Regions from separate parts of the Mus musculus genome. Here regions 2, 3, 4 and 5 are each linked to region 1. A link is a contact called in public HiChIP or PLAC-seq data. All regions are on one chromosome and are shown on one strand. Each heading gives the region's core, a stretch centred on a gene start, on an enhancer-like site or on the middle of the called end of the contact. The rest is flanking DNA. Distances are from core to core; before and after follow the strand shown.

The links. HiChIP or PLAC-seq counts read pairs in DNA pulled down with a chosen protein or histone mark.
Region 2: a contact with region 1 is called in a FOXA1 HiChIP or PLAC-seq map of pancreatic cancer cells. The contact joins the enhancer-like site here to the promoter of Med30 in region 1. A contact is called at or near these places in 10 of 39 promoter capture datasets (the 3T3-L1 cell line, 3T3-L1-derived adipocytes, the C10 cell line and 5 more), 1 of 484 Hi-C or Micro-C datasets (CD4 T cells), 4 of 115 datasets of contacts at active chromatin or transcription factors (astrocytes, embryonic forebrain, embryonic limb bud and 1 more) and 1 of 9 other capture datasets (liver).
Region 3: a contact with region 1 is called in a FOXA1 HiChIP or PLAC-seq map of pancreatic cancer cells. The contact joins the enhancer-like site here to the promoter of Med30 in region 1. A contact is called at or near these places in 3 of 39 promoter capture datasets (the 3T3-L1 cell line, 3T3-L1-derived adipocytes and liver), 1 of 484 Hi-C or Micro-C datasets (CD4 T cells), 1 of 115 datasets of contacts at active chromatin or transcription factors (pancreatic cancer cells) and 2 of 9 other capture datasets (adipose tissue and liver).
Region 4: an H3K27ac HiChIP or PLAC-seq map of regulatory T cell precursor shows a contact between it and region 1, with 4 times the contacts expected there. The contact joins the enhancer-like site here to the promoter of Med30 in region 1. A contact is called at or near these places in 3 of 39 promoter capture datasets (the 3T3-L1 cell line and frontonasal cranial neural crest) and 4 of 115 datasets of contacts at active chromatin or transcription factors (astrocytes, large pre-B cells, memory CD8 T cells and 1 more).
Region 5: a contact with region 1 is called in an HNF4G HiChIP or PLAC-seq map of pancreatic cancer cells. The contact joins the enhancer-like site here to the promoter of Med30 in region 1. A contact is called at or near these places in 3 of 39 promoter capture datasets (the 3T3-L1 cell line, 3T3-L1-derived adipocytes and stem cell-derived epiblast-like cells), 1 of 15 datasets of contacts at CTCF or cohesin (the NIH/3T3 cell line), 4 of 484 Hi-C or Micro-C datasets (CD4 T cells, muscle stem cells and uterus), 7 of 115 datasets of contacts at active chromatin or transcription factors (embryonic forebrain, embryonic stem cells, extraembryonic endoderm stem cells and 4 more) and 2 of 9 other capture datasets (adipose tissue and liver).

Annotation. Positions count from the first base shown.
Region 1 is chr15:52,711,097-52,713,727 of GRCm38.p6, forward strand. It overlaps Med30 (mediator complex subunit 30), which reads left to right and starts at 1,349. Exons shown (of 4, transcript NM_027212.2): 1 at 1,349-1,590. The coding sequence starts at 1,414.
Region 2 is chr15:53,223,000-53,225,630 of GRCm38.p6, forward strand. The region is part of intron 1 of Ext1 (exostosin glycosyltransferase 1); the gene reads right to left. Among named protein-coding and RNA genes, the nearest start is that of Ext1, 120 kb to the right of the region's middle. Within about 2 kb of position 1,337, at least 100 of the 459 cell types and tissues checked have an H3K27ac peak or open chromatin away from gene starts, as enhancers often do. A contact at or near this core is called in liver and pancreatic cancer cells, where this site is marked.
Region 3 is chr15:53,206,272-53,208,902 of GRCm38.p6, forward strand. The region is part of intron 1 of Ext1 (exostosin glycosyltransferase 1); the gene reads right to left. Among named protein-coding and RNA genes, the nearest start is that of Ext1, 140 kb to the right of the region's middle. Within about 2 kb of position 1,335, at least 31 of the 459 cell types and tissues checked have an H3K27ac peak or open chromatin away from gene starts, as enhancers often do. A contact at or near this core is called in pancreatic cancer cells, where this site is marked.
Region 4 is chr15:53,156,168-53,158,798 of GRCm38.p6, forward strand. All of the region lies in intron 1 of Ext1 (exostosin glycosyltransferase 1), which reads right to left. Among named protein-coding and RNA genes, the nearest start is that of Ext1, 190 kb to the right of the region's middle. Within about 2 kb of position 1,299, at least 70 of the 459 cell types and tissues checked have an H3K27ac peak or open chromatin away from gene starts, as enhancers often do. A contact at or near this core is called in memory CD8 T cells and regulatory T cell precursor, where this site is marked.
Region 5 is chr15:53,111,584-53,114,214 of GRCm38.p6, forward strand. All of the region lies in intron 1 of Ext1 (exostosin glycosyltransferase 1), which reads right to left. Among named protein-coding and RNA genes, the nearest start is that of Gm41323, 180 kb to the left of the region's middle. Within about 2 kb of position 1,323, at least 114 of the 459 cell types and tissues checked have an H3K27ac peak or open chromatin away from gene starts, as enhancers often do. A contact at or near this core is called in the NIH/3T3 cell line, adipose tissue, liver and 4 more, where this site is marked.

The sequences.
Region 1 (2,631 bases), core at 99-2,598:
AACAACAGAATGAACTGCTTCTTTGAAATTTGATTTTTCTTCCCTCTCTTTGGATATGGCAGAAGCTCCACCATTTATTCAGGTCACAAGTAGGTGCTCTCTTTATTCCTTCTTCTCCAGATGCACCCATCTATAACAACATCAGGTTCTGTAGATTTTCGCTAACAAGTCGCCCACTGAGTCCTTCACTAATTCAGATCATCTGCATCAATAACTTCAAGAGGAGGGAAGCAGCACTCACCATTCACCAGCCTCTCTCCACTGAACAGCCAGTTAAATCTGTCCTGAAGATTTCACGTTTAGATCTGTCTCCTTGAAACACTTCTATGATGTGCTTTGTCGCTCAGTCAGAGTGTCCTTACATGGTTTTAGATCCTCCATTGTTTACCTGTCTTCTATCATATTTCCCAATACTCACCATAATAAAAGCATTCCCTCAAGTGTTGGTGATGGCTTCTGGGTCTCCAAAGCTACAATTTGGGTGTAATTAGTGCTCCATTTTCATCTATTTTTAAGACCCAGATTTACTCCCTTCATCTTGTACAAGGTCCACTAAAGAGCACCCTGACGTCAGGACCTTGGGCTCTCATCCTAACACAGTCATCACAGTAATTAATGTTTATTCTCTATGAGGGCAGCTTCTACTGAACTTTTTACTATGCTATTTCTATCCTGGGCACAGCATAGTTAGGAATAGTTAGCACAGTCAAGTTAGGAGTAACTGTAATATATTGCTATATTTACATTACCATTAATGTCTTACTGTGTCTAATTTACATATTAATATTTTGTAGACATGTATGGGAAATGCAGAGAAGTATCTGGGGCTGCAATTTCAGATGTACATTGGGGAGGGATTATTACTGGAGTTTCACAATCAGAAAGTAGTGCATGTCTACAGGTGTATTACTTAGAGGAACTTGGAAAATACTCAAACAGGGAACAAAAGCAATCCTGGTGGTGGGTTTCTTGTTACCCAGAAGCGTACAAGAACAGAAATCATGTTTTCTGACTTTGAACAGAAGATTGCCAGTGCAACAACTAGTTCAAGCCCTCTGAACCTGCATCCTATCTGTAATTAGACATGTCTCATAGGTTTGTTATGAGAAAGAATGCTCTGCAAGAACCCAACAGAAGCAGAGAACCAGCCAGACACACAACTTAGGGCACAGACAGAACTCTGGGAAAGCCCACCCCATCTATCACTGGTACCGCCCCCTGGGCAGAACTCTACTTCTGATTGGGTAATTTCCTGTCTGTCTTACCGTTCCCAACTGCGGAGCCCAATCGCGTCAGGCTCCGCGAGGCGCCAGTCTTCCGGTACAGCGCTTGCATCGCGGCGGGCGGAAGTGGCGCCGCTTTTTTGAAATCGGCCGAGTGGGCTCGCGCCGGACCCGAGCCGCCGGGGGTGCCATGTCCACCCCTCCGCTGGCGCCCACGGGCATGGCGTCCGGGCCCTTCGGCGGCCCGCAGGCTCAGCAGGCCGCGCGCGAGGTCAACACGGCCACGCTGTGCCGCATCGGGCAGGAGACCGTGCAGGACATCGTGTACCGCACCATGGAGATCTTCCAGCTGCTCAGGAACATGCAGGTGGGCGCCTGGGGTGACAGAGCTGGTGAAAGCGGGCCTCCGCGGGCGACCTCAGGGTGGCCGGGTCGCCTCTACACCCCAGGTCCTCAGCGTGTATCCCCTTGCCCTGAGAGGCCGCAGGTGTGGAGGTCCCACCTCCTCCTTACCCCATACCTGGAAGACCTCAGGCTGGCCATCCTGCTTTACACCCTTGGTTCCCAGTATGTGTCTGTCTCACGCCCTGGAAAACCCTCAGGCATGGACACACCCCCTTATACCCAAAGTCCCCACCGTGCATCTATCTCTTGCTCAGGGTTACGACGGGTGGACACCCCGTTATGCCAATGTCCCCAGCATGAGTCTGCCATCTGACATGAGCGATTCCAGACATGGTCACCCCTATTTTCCCCAGAACTGTTACCCAGCATGCGTCTCTCCCCCACCCCAGGCGACTCCTATACTAGCTATGCTCATTACCGCTAGAAGTGTCACAAGCATATCTGTCCCCCAACCCCATCGTGCTTTTCAAAGTTCAAATGGATCACGCTGTACTTGCTTTTTAAAATTACTTTAAAAATTTTAGAGCAAAATTTCTCCTGAAGGAGATGCCCCGAAGCTGAAGAATTCAGACAATAGTGTAACCCCTTTCTAGACTTAACTAGACTACAGTAAGCTGTGCAAATGTAAAGTTATGGCATATGTTTAGGAATATACTTGTGACCTTATCATAGTTGCAAGAGTGAAAACAAGTGTTATCCAAGAAGTTTCCTTGCATCCCGTGGCATGTTTGCCTCCATCCCCAGGGAGCCAGTGTTAGTGTTTTTCCAGTTGTATGTGATAAGAATCACATAGCATGTGAGCTCTATTGGTCCAGGTTCTTTCAGCATATACTTATGTTATTTTTTTCTCTTGCTAATTTGTTGAGTGACTACGTGGCAGCCTTTGCATTCGTTCATCTGTATGAACGAATTTGTAAATAATGACAAAAATTTTTTAATGGATTTTTTTGTATGGGAATGTGTTTCAGTTGATTTCAGAGTGGAATAGCTGAATTATGTATGT
Region 2 (2,631 bases), core at 87-2,586, 510 kb after region 1:
GGGGGGACCAAGGAAGCTGGTTAGTGGAAGCAAATAAAACAAGCAGTTCTTTAAAATGCAAAACAGAGTCTGTACCTCCATGTCTCCCTTGTACCTGGGCTCTAAAGTAACCTTAGAGAAGAAAGATCCTGTGGATCTGGGATGGAGAGTTGGCTCAGCACTTAGGGGCACTTGTTGAGAAAGACCAGGGTTTGATTCCAGGCACCTACACGGAGGCTCACCACTTCCTCGTGCACCAAGCTAGAAAGCGGTGCACACATGCAGTCAAAACACTCATACACATAAAATAATAAAAATAAATCTAAGAAATTAAAAAAACAAACAAACGAACAAAAACAAACAAGAAGAATGAAGAAAAGAGGAGGGTCATAAGGATCATGTGCAGAGAGTTCCTGTTGACCTCTTGGTCTACATCTGCCTACATCCAGCCTATTTGGAACAACTCTACCCCCATCTCCTCACATGGCCGATTCATCCTGATTTTCTGTCTCCGTTCAAAAGCTACCACCTCGGAGACCTTCTTGAATTGTCAGAGCTTAAAACCACTGCCTCTCTGACTAACCCAGGTATTTTTGAATCACTGTACCCTGTCTGTGTCATCGGTAACGTTGCAAATTTCTAATGATAAGGTTACAGTATACAATTATGCATTTAACTTTCAATTGAAAATAATTGGTATTTGCAAGCTCCAGGAGTGCCGAGATCAGGATGTCTTTTTGGCAAGCTTCCACTGCTTGCTTCCACACAGCTTGCTTCCTGGCAGGAGGTGGTGACCCAGGAGGGATCCACCCCGTCCATATTCCCTGACCCTGGACAGGAGCTTCTCTTTGACGGTTACCACCAAGCAAAACTTGAGAAACAGCCACACAGCAGTGCTGAACAGCCTCCAGATTTTAAGTCACACTAAGCTAGCTAATGAGCAGCTGTTTCTCTTCGGGAGAGACCTTGAGAGAGGAGAATCCCATCCCTAAGCGTACACAATTAATGCCACTGTTTGAAAAAGTAAGTCCTTACAAACTGTGTGTATGCCTTTTCTGTTTCTCTTCCAAACTCAATATATGGAAAGCCTGCCCAGAAAGTTTGCTGAAGAACTAGTCTCTTTCCACTTTCCCATCATCTGTGTTCTAATCCAAAGGTCTGAACTTTATCCCACCCACTCTTTCACTAGGGAAGGTTGAGAATATGCCCCACCCCCACCCAGATTGCCCATTCCTTCCCCCCTCCCCCCTCAGTGACTCGTAAAGTGGAAACTTCACTCTGGTTCTCCAACACTGTTTTCATTCACAGCAGCTGGAAGACAGAGGTCACTGTCCTCTCTCCTGTAAACAAAAAGGCCAAGCTGCAGTCCTCAGGCACCCGGGGAAACACACATCCCTGCTGGGAGGGCAGCCCCATGCAGGGACTGCACAGCAGGGTGGTGTTTGCTGTGGGCCAGGAAGCGGTCCTCTGCTGTCTGTGGCTATGCTGTCATTCATGGAAAAGCCAGATCCATCAGTAGCTTCCTTTTCAAGGGACCATTTGCAGGTTTATTGACTGCCCAAATATGGTGTCTTCTATCCAGAGGCTGGGTGAGCCTACGCCTCAAGAGTGAAGCCATGAGGATGTGAACAGACTTAAAGAGTATTATGTCCGTAGGAAAATGTCTGCAGACATCATAATGTTCCTAAATGGGTTTTTGTTTTTAAACTGCTGCCGTTGTTTGTTTGTTTGTTTTTAAAAGTTATCAGGTTTGACTTTACTAATAAGGAAACTACAGTATTCAAAGGAGAGGAGGTTGTAACTAATCTTTGTGCTGTCTATGGAGGACGAACGGCTAAGCAAATTATAATGCATGAATAAGGCCATTCCAAGAATAGATAAAACACTTGGCAGAAACTATTTTGGGTCCCCTGTAGTACTTTGGAGCTACCCATTAATTTATAAACAGTTGATCTACTAATTACAAAACCTTTTTATCTATTCATTTCACTGGGTCCCTAAGGAGCAAGGCAAGCAACGCTGATAGTTCCTCCTGGTTGGCACTGACCGGCTCTCTGCACTTACAGAAACTGTAAACAGATCCTTTTAAAGGAAGAACTTTATAGTCTCTGTAATTTTTAAGATTTAAATGGCATGCAGAGCAACAGGTTTGCATATGGCATTTTCATACATACTCAGACTCGGTTGATTCTTTGTCCTCCCATCGGCATGGCCCTGCCCCTGCCCCACTATCATCCTCAACCCTCAGCAATGGCCCTTGTATTGCTCACATGGCTTCCCTTATAGCCTCTGTTTTTCCCCATCTCCTGGGCCCCTTTCTAGCTTGATGACCACTACCCGCTGCCACCCCCAGCCCCCATCATCCAACATATCCAACAACTAGACGGTAGAATTCACACGTTTTGTTTTTATCACCAAGGTAATCAATTACCATAAACAGAGCAACTGGAAAGACCACCCACTGACTGTTGGCTCACAGACACAATTTGGCTGACTCTACCACCCAGGATTGCACAAGGTATAGTTAAAATTGTGTTGTCCTTTGGAGCTATGGGTCTCGGTCTAGGAATGGTGTGGCAGAATTCCTTAGGTCTCTGTTTGCATATTGCCCTCAGTTAAAAGCTAGTCTCTGCTATCAGAGGACACCTGACT
Region 3 (2,631 bases), core at 85-2,584, 500 kb after region 1:
CTCTACCTAACGTTAGCCTGGAAAGGGAGGAGGAAGAGAGTCACTAACTGGTTAGACAAACTGAAACCTGGCTCAGGTTCCTGTTAAGGCTTTTTGCTTATAGGCACACGTATTTATATTTGAAGACTTGGGGACTAGGTTAAATGGAGTCTAAAGAGGGAAAGTTTCAGAACTTCCCTCAGGTACAAAGTCCTTTGTGCGCAGTGTTTTCATTTCATAAATAATATCCAGAAGTTGAAATTACACATGGACATGGGAGTTGGCAAAGAGTGAAGCATCATTGATATGAACATAAAAAAGATATGCTGAGCTACATTATCGCAGTTCTACACATGACCCTAAGCCTCCTAAAAGTAACTGGACTAGCAAAAGACCCGAAACCGAGCCTCAGTTCACACTTGAATACAGGAGTCACCGCGTCCTTGTACACCACCAAAGCTTTGGAAACAACGGGCACTGAAGCTGGTTACACATAAGCTCAAGCAGAAACTAAGTCATCAAAACGACTTTCTCAAGTTGGAGTTAAGGTGGTCTGGCCTTCTATTCCAACAGCATTATATTATATCTCTGTTGCTAACTTGCTCTTCAAATTAAGGTAGCAATAACAGAGAATCAGATTCCTCAAATGCCGTATTAGAGAAACACAAATTTCATGGTATTTAGTTAACAAATATTTGTTCCGCTGGGAGTGGTGGCCCGGGCCTTTATTCCCAACACTCGTGAGACAGAGGCAGGTGGATCTCTGAGTTCAAGGTTAGCTTGGTCTACAGAGTGAATTCCAGGATAGTCAGGGCTATACAGAGAAACCCTGTCTTGAAAGACTAAATAAATAAATAAATAAATAGTAAAAATTAAGCAAAAAAAAAACCAATAAATATTTATTGAGCATTTCCTCTGTACCCACAAATATTCTTTGCAGTCCTTCCAAAGGAAACTGGGAACTTTGCTCAGCTGTCCTAACCAAGACAATATAATTTACGGGCTTAAATTATTCACTTTAAGATCAATTCCTCTTCTGCCCAAGTACACTGTGTTCCTTGACAAGTCTTTTACTCACTATGTCTGCTAAATGGCATTCTTATTTGCCTCCACAAGCAGGTCTCCTTACAGAAACCCCAAAGAACAAGCAACAGTGTGGATTTATCTCACTGACTTCCAGCTACTACCCTCTATTTTCCTAGGTAGTCTAGTTCTATCTTAGCTGAGGCACAACTACTGGAACAGTGGTTCACAACCTTCTCAAAGCTGTAACATTTAATACAGTTCCTAGTGTTGTGATGACCCCCCTGCAACCAGAAAGTCAATTCATTGCTATTTCATAACTCTAGTTTTACTACTGTTATGAATCATAATGTAAATACCTGATGTGCAAGATATTTGATATGTGACCAACAAGGAGGATGTGAACCACTGAACAACAGCTTCACATTTGAACTATGAAGAGGGCTAATATTCACCGTCTCCTCCAATTAGCTTTCCTGGCAGCTGGAAACTGGTCACTTATGAATGGGAAGGGGGAAATGGCAAGGAAGGGGGCTACCTTCTTTTCAGAGTTGCAGTCATCAGGAAGTGCTGGTAAGGGACAGGTGGCAATTTCTGTAGAAGACAGAGAGTTCCATGCCTGGTGCAAAGGTCCCTACTGACCCACGCCTTCTTCCCCAGCCTCACTCTCCCTCCTATGCTCACCTTTCTACAAACAAAAACCTAGGCAGAGGAAATGCTACCGCAGGCACAGCTATCATCACCATCGTCCTTCCCTCCGATACCAGCCTCCTTTCTTAAGCAAACACAGGTCAGCACCTTCCACTATTTTATTTCATCTCCACATCTCACAGTTAAGGACAACAGAGGTCAGAGAGAATAGGGGAAAGAACTGAATGGACCCAGTCTGGTTGAGTTCCAAAGCCCAGGTTTATAATAATGACCTGCTGGTTCTTCCTAATACAGATAATGGAAACTGCACTGAGTCGGGCATGAAAGGTAGTGGTAGAGTCTAGGAATCTATAGCAAAGGAGGAGTCTAGGAATCTATGGCAAATCTAGACCAGAAGCATGTCCCTATTCCACCCTGGGAACACAAGCTGATACTCTCTTTCTCTGGGAGACCATCTCAAAGCTTCAGGGTTAAGCACAATTTGGTTGTAAGCTAATATAAAAGTTAGCACTCAGTAAGTTAAATGTTTAGGTTCAAATTGAGTAAAATGTACTCCTTTCATGTGAAATGAATGAAACCGAGATGCATGCTCCCCACGCATTTTCTATCATCCACTTCATTTCTTCACAACTTAGGGAAAGGTCTGATCATGACCAACTCCTGCAGCTTTCAGTCCCTACACCAAACTCTCATTCTCCAACTGCTATCACAAGTGCTCAACTGAAATGAAACACAGGTAAACGAACAACAAATTCCTAGAAAATCAATTCCTTGGCGCCGCCTGAATCTGGGTGTAAAGGACTCTTCACCACGCACATAGCTGGGGAAACAAGGTGAGGCAGGTAGGGGAACCCCTACATTTCTTTAATTACAGTGTAATTCCTGAGTCAACTGCCTAAGGCAGCCATCTTGGGCAAGAGATAAGAACAACCCAGATTCGGAGCCAACAAAGATATTGAAGCAATAAAATGAGATACT
Region 4 (2,631 bases), core at 49-2,548, 450 kb after region 1:
TGCCCTAAACCTGTGCTAGGTACCCACCCCTCGTATGATCTCAGCCAACAACTGTTAACCATCTCTGTAAGTCTCACTGGCTAAGGAGCTACAGCCCAACAGCAGACATGTTTCAATCCCAGATCCACCTTTCCAAGAGGGTCACGAGCCTTTTCAAGCCTCAATTGTGCTTGCTCTGTGTGCATGAACATAGCACAGAAGGCTTTTTATGAGATACTACTAACCATGATTTATTGTAAAGGAATGTTATTATTATTTTTATATCAAATTTATAAATAACAGTAAATGTCATCTAAAAAAACAAAGTGAGGAAGGGATTCCATAATGTGACTTCATGTGTGTTCATGTGTTTGGTTTTTGTATTCATTGGGTTGAGTTTGTGTTCTTTACTTTTGTGGATTTTTAAAAATTTTTTATTTTATTAGTTAGTTAATTTTCTAGTACTGGGGATTGAACCCAGGGTCTCAGGCATGCTAGACAAACATCCTCCCACTGAGCTATTTTCCTAGCCCTGAAGTTTGTTTTGTATCCTCTTAGATACATGATCTTGAACTGTAAAGACCTTTGAGCTTCAAACTCATCAGTACAGACCTTACAGGTGTGTACTGAGTTATTTGGTTCCACACATGGTCTTTAGGTAGCAGCTGCTGTGCCCTACTCTCCTATCTTACAGAGAAAAAGGACACATGCAGAATGTCCAGGACTCTTTAAGAAGCAAGGCTTCAAGTTAGCAGTATGCACCCAGGCCTTTATGCCCCAACCAGAGACTCTGTCTGATGACCTTCATGTCAGAAGACACAGAGCAGGGCATGGGGGCACACATCTGGAACTGTACCCACTCAGAAGCTGAGAGAAGCTGAGGCAAGATGTAGCTCCATAAAACGGCTCCATGTTGGGGTGGGGAATGAAGGAATGTGCCTGTGCCTCTGAGAGATCCCAGGCACACTGTCCCAAATATTGTCCTGTGACTAAGGTTTGCAAACTCACCACTTTTCTTGTTCCAATCTTGCAAACTGAGTGGTTAGACAGAGTTAGGGACTTCAAAGCCACGGGTAGTGGTATTCTCAGAAATTCAGCCCACTGATCAGAATTGTGGTTGCTCCAAGACCATGTCTGGCACTTTTAGATGCCACTCTTATGTAATTATGCCTTCATGGCAAAGTGAAGCCTAACTTCCCTTGCCGCTGCCTTTTTTTTCTGGGTTTTGTCAAATGTGTGAACAATGTGACACAGGAAGTGGGCCACCAGACACTTCCTATGCCAGCCTAGGAAGCCACCGAAAAACACCCTGTCTGTCCTTGTCAAGCAGAGATGTATGTGAAGGGGAAATCCCTAAAACAAGGCCAGGCAGTCAGGGGCTCCAGTTCTGTGTTACCTCACTGCCATTTAATACGTTAGAGGGTTTTTACATCACCCACTAACACCAATCTGCAGAAGCAAACGAAAGATGAGCAAACACAGCTCTCCTGAGCTGGGGAAATGACACCAATCAGATCAGCAGAGAGCCAGGAAACGACTGTTTTTTGCCAGTTCTTGATTTGTTTTGATTCAAAACAACTGGCCCCCAAATGTTTTCCTGTTCTGCCCTCCAAATCTAAAGCTGGAAGAAAATGAAGGGATTGATAATAAAGCTTTCACTATGATGGGGGAGGGGAGGGGGAGAGTGTAGAGGCAATCTGAATCAAAAAGGCCATTTACTCTCCTGTTTTTGAATACATTTGTTCTGTTCTGATAAGTGCACATTTACACTGGAGAGAAGATGGTTTTCAGAATAGGCACCTACTAGGATTAAATTTACATTCTCTGTTCAAATACAGGCACACACATTTTAAACTGACAGGGCTAGGTGTTAGGTTCACACTGGCAAACATTCAAAGGTAAGTTGTTTCAAGGAACAAATTTTGTAACTTCCAAAGCTTAAAAAATAAATAAATAAAATTTTCTGCTATTCACTTTAAGATTAGCGGGACCCCAAGACAGAAGTGACCAGTTTTAATGGCAAAGCATTCATGACATATCTTGCCATACTTGATAACCTGCACAGGTCTGACTAAGCCCAGTAAGAGGGACTGAAATCTGTATGTATAAATAATTAGGCAAAATGAGCCTGGAGATGCTCTGAGATTTGCCTGGTGACAAAGTCACAGTGACAGCTTGTTAACGTGTTCATTGAACATCACAAGCTCCACAAGAGTGGCTTTGGAAAGGATCAAGTGGGTTCCTACTGGGCAACACAGGGAGCTTGTGTTCAAATGCTCCATAAGTCAACGAATCCTACACAACGAACAGAGGAGGCTGCAGATCATACCTCCAAGGTACACCAGGCCTGTGTTTGCAAGAAGCAGAGAGATGAATGAAATTCAAGGGAAATCAAAGTTTATCTGCTGTCAGAGGGTTGTGGTTGGTTGGTTGGTTGGTTGGTTGGTTTGTTTGTTTTGATGATGCCACCTTTGGAACTGAGGAGTCAGGAAAGTATACATTTAAGGAAAAAACTATCACTTTCCACGTGGCAATTTGAAGATGGAGAATTCCATGTCCAGACATACTTTTGTTTATTTCAGAGGTGCTGATCTCTAGCCAACGTAGAGTTCAATGAGCAGTCAATGAGGTTCAGTTCAGCCAGTGCAAAAT
Region 5 (2,631 bases), core at 73-2,572, 400 kb after region 1:
CCTTTAATATAGTTCCTTATGTTGTGGTGACCCTAAACATAAAGTTATTTCATTGCTACTTCATAACTGTAATTTTGCTACTGTTGTAAATTATAATGCAAGTATATTATATGTGACCTCCGAAGGGTTTGAGGCCCACAGGTTGAGAAACACTGGTCTAGACTATGGAAAAAACACTTCTGATACAACAATAAGAGAATCCAATGTAAACATGGGCTAACAATTTGAACTGATATTTTTCCCAAAGAAAATGAATAAAGCACCAAGAAGAACACAGGAAGATACTGAGTATCGTTAGTCATTGAAGGAACGGAAATCAACCCAAAACACAAGGAGGTGCCACTTGCTCCCTGCAGGACAGTGTATGATCTAAGAGGACACATGAGAACAAGCACAGATAGAAACATGGAAAACAAGAAAAACAAGAGCTCTTCCTTGGGGGCTACAATGAGAGGAAAATGGTAAGGCTGTTTTGGGGACAATCTGGCAGTTCCTTCTCAAACTAAAAATGGACTTTTCATATGACCCAGCACTGTACTTAGGCATTTATCCCAGAGAAATGAAGGCATTTTTACATAGGAGAACTGTCCACAAATGTATACACTGGATACCCTTCCAAGTATGAATGAGGCAAGATTGTGGTATACACATAGCCTAGATCACTTCTCAGATGAATAAAACATAATGAAGTAAAAGAACACGGATCAAACTACTTAAGTACACAAGGACCTCGAGGATGCTAATGCCGAGTCCAAAGCCACCCTCTAAAGGGTACACACTACATTGCTCCATTTTCATAACACTTGTGACAGCATATAACGACGGGGCCGGAGAACGGAGTAGTCGCTACCATTGGTTAGAGGTGGGGGAGACAGACTTTATAGGTCAAGTGGGGAGACAATCTTCTAAAGTAGACCAGTTCATCTTATTAAGTCAGGAGATGTAAGACATGCTATAATCACATACAACTTAAAACACACACACACACACACACACACACACACACACAGTGAGACAGGAGAGGTATCAACTGCTTTCAGAGAATTTGCAGCTTCAGCTGGTAAACCAGTTGTCTCCCCTTTGTGGCATTACAGTCCACACTCCAGAGGTAATGATGCAGGAGATAGAAGAGCCTTTCTAAGTGGCTCCACAGAAAATGTGCAATAAAAACGACATGACCCTGACTTTAACCTGGAAGCCAGTACCATGCAATAGGTATAATAGTTTTCTTCCTAGAGTTGTACTGAATAAGGTACAGAATATAACCCCATTTCAGATATGCTATGGAATGTTATTTGAAGTCTTCCCTCACCACATAAGATGACTCACTAATAGTGAGTCAGTGTGACTAGGCAAGGGAGACAGAGTGGTTCATACCATTCCACCAAGTGTTGTCCCTGCCACTTGTATCACCTGTGGTACCAGGGAACTGCACAGATCTCAGGATCACCCAGGCCTGCTGAATCCAGAACTCTTGGGAAAGAGCCTTGGATTCTATGTGAGTCCATTGTAATGCCCAGTACATTTTGTGCAGCAGGGAACTGGTAGCTAAAAACTTAGTAAACAAGAGCTCAGTGGTCAAGCAGCCAAACCTGGGTTCACAGTCTATGCTTACCATCCACAAACTGGGCAATCTTGGGAAATACTAATTTGTCTGGGCTTAGTTTCCTGGTTCATCCAAAGGGGTTGATCCTTCTACTGACCTGACCAAATGATACATTCTTTTCTTTTTCTTTTTAATTTCTTTTCTCCCTAGACAGGGTTTCTCTGTGTAGCCCTGGCTGTCCTGGAACTCACTTTGTAGACCAGGCTGGCCTTGAACTCAGAAATCCGCCTGCCTCTGTCTCCCGAGTACTGGGATTAAAGGTGTGCACCACCACGCCCGGCTTCCAAACGATACATTTTAATTAAAGTACAGCACCTTATGAGCATTTCTGCAAAAGATAGCTGTAATCACTTCAGCTGAAGGGAGCCAGCAGATTATCAGAAACACAGGCAGCTGTCAATGAGGAGACCTGGGCTGAAGAATCTGGAGTGTGGCTCTCCTGCGAGACCCCCATGCACATCTCTTAGCTTCTGTCAGTCTCAAAGCTGTGAAGCTCAAATGAAATTATGTACATGCAGTATAATCAGGAAAGTAGTATGCAATTGCAGGTTATTATGGCAAATTATATCAGAAGGAATGGAATAAACATTTTTTAAAAACTACCAACAATGAAAAAAACAAAAAAACAGTTTTGCAAAGACAGCCAAGAGACAAACGAGGAGCAGACCCGTTAAAAGAAAATGAAAGCAGAAGCCGCAGCTCCCCACACAGCAGCAGTGTGTAGTTTAAAAGCTTTCTCCTCATCAGAAGCTGTACAAGGAAGGAAGCCGCTGCTGTGGCTTGCTGTCTTCCCAGGGTTCCCACAGATCCTCTCTCACAAGCACGTTGGCCAAATGATCCTGCTTTTTCGCTAGCCACAGTGGACAGGCAAGAAGCCAGCAATGAGCCTCTAATCTTCAGACTCACACAATTCCAGGCTGCCTGAGGTGATAGTTTGTCTCGAGTATTTACTTATGAACTGGGTGAACATCACAGCTGCTCTTTTTCTGCCAGCCCCGTCCCTTCTAAGTAATGATTCTTCTCTG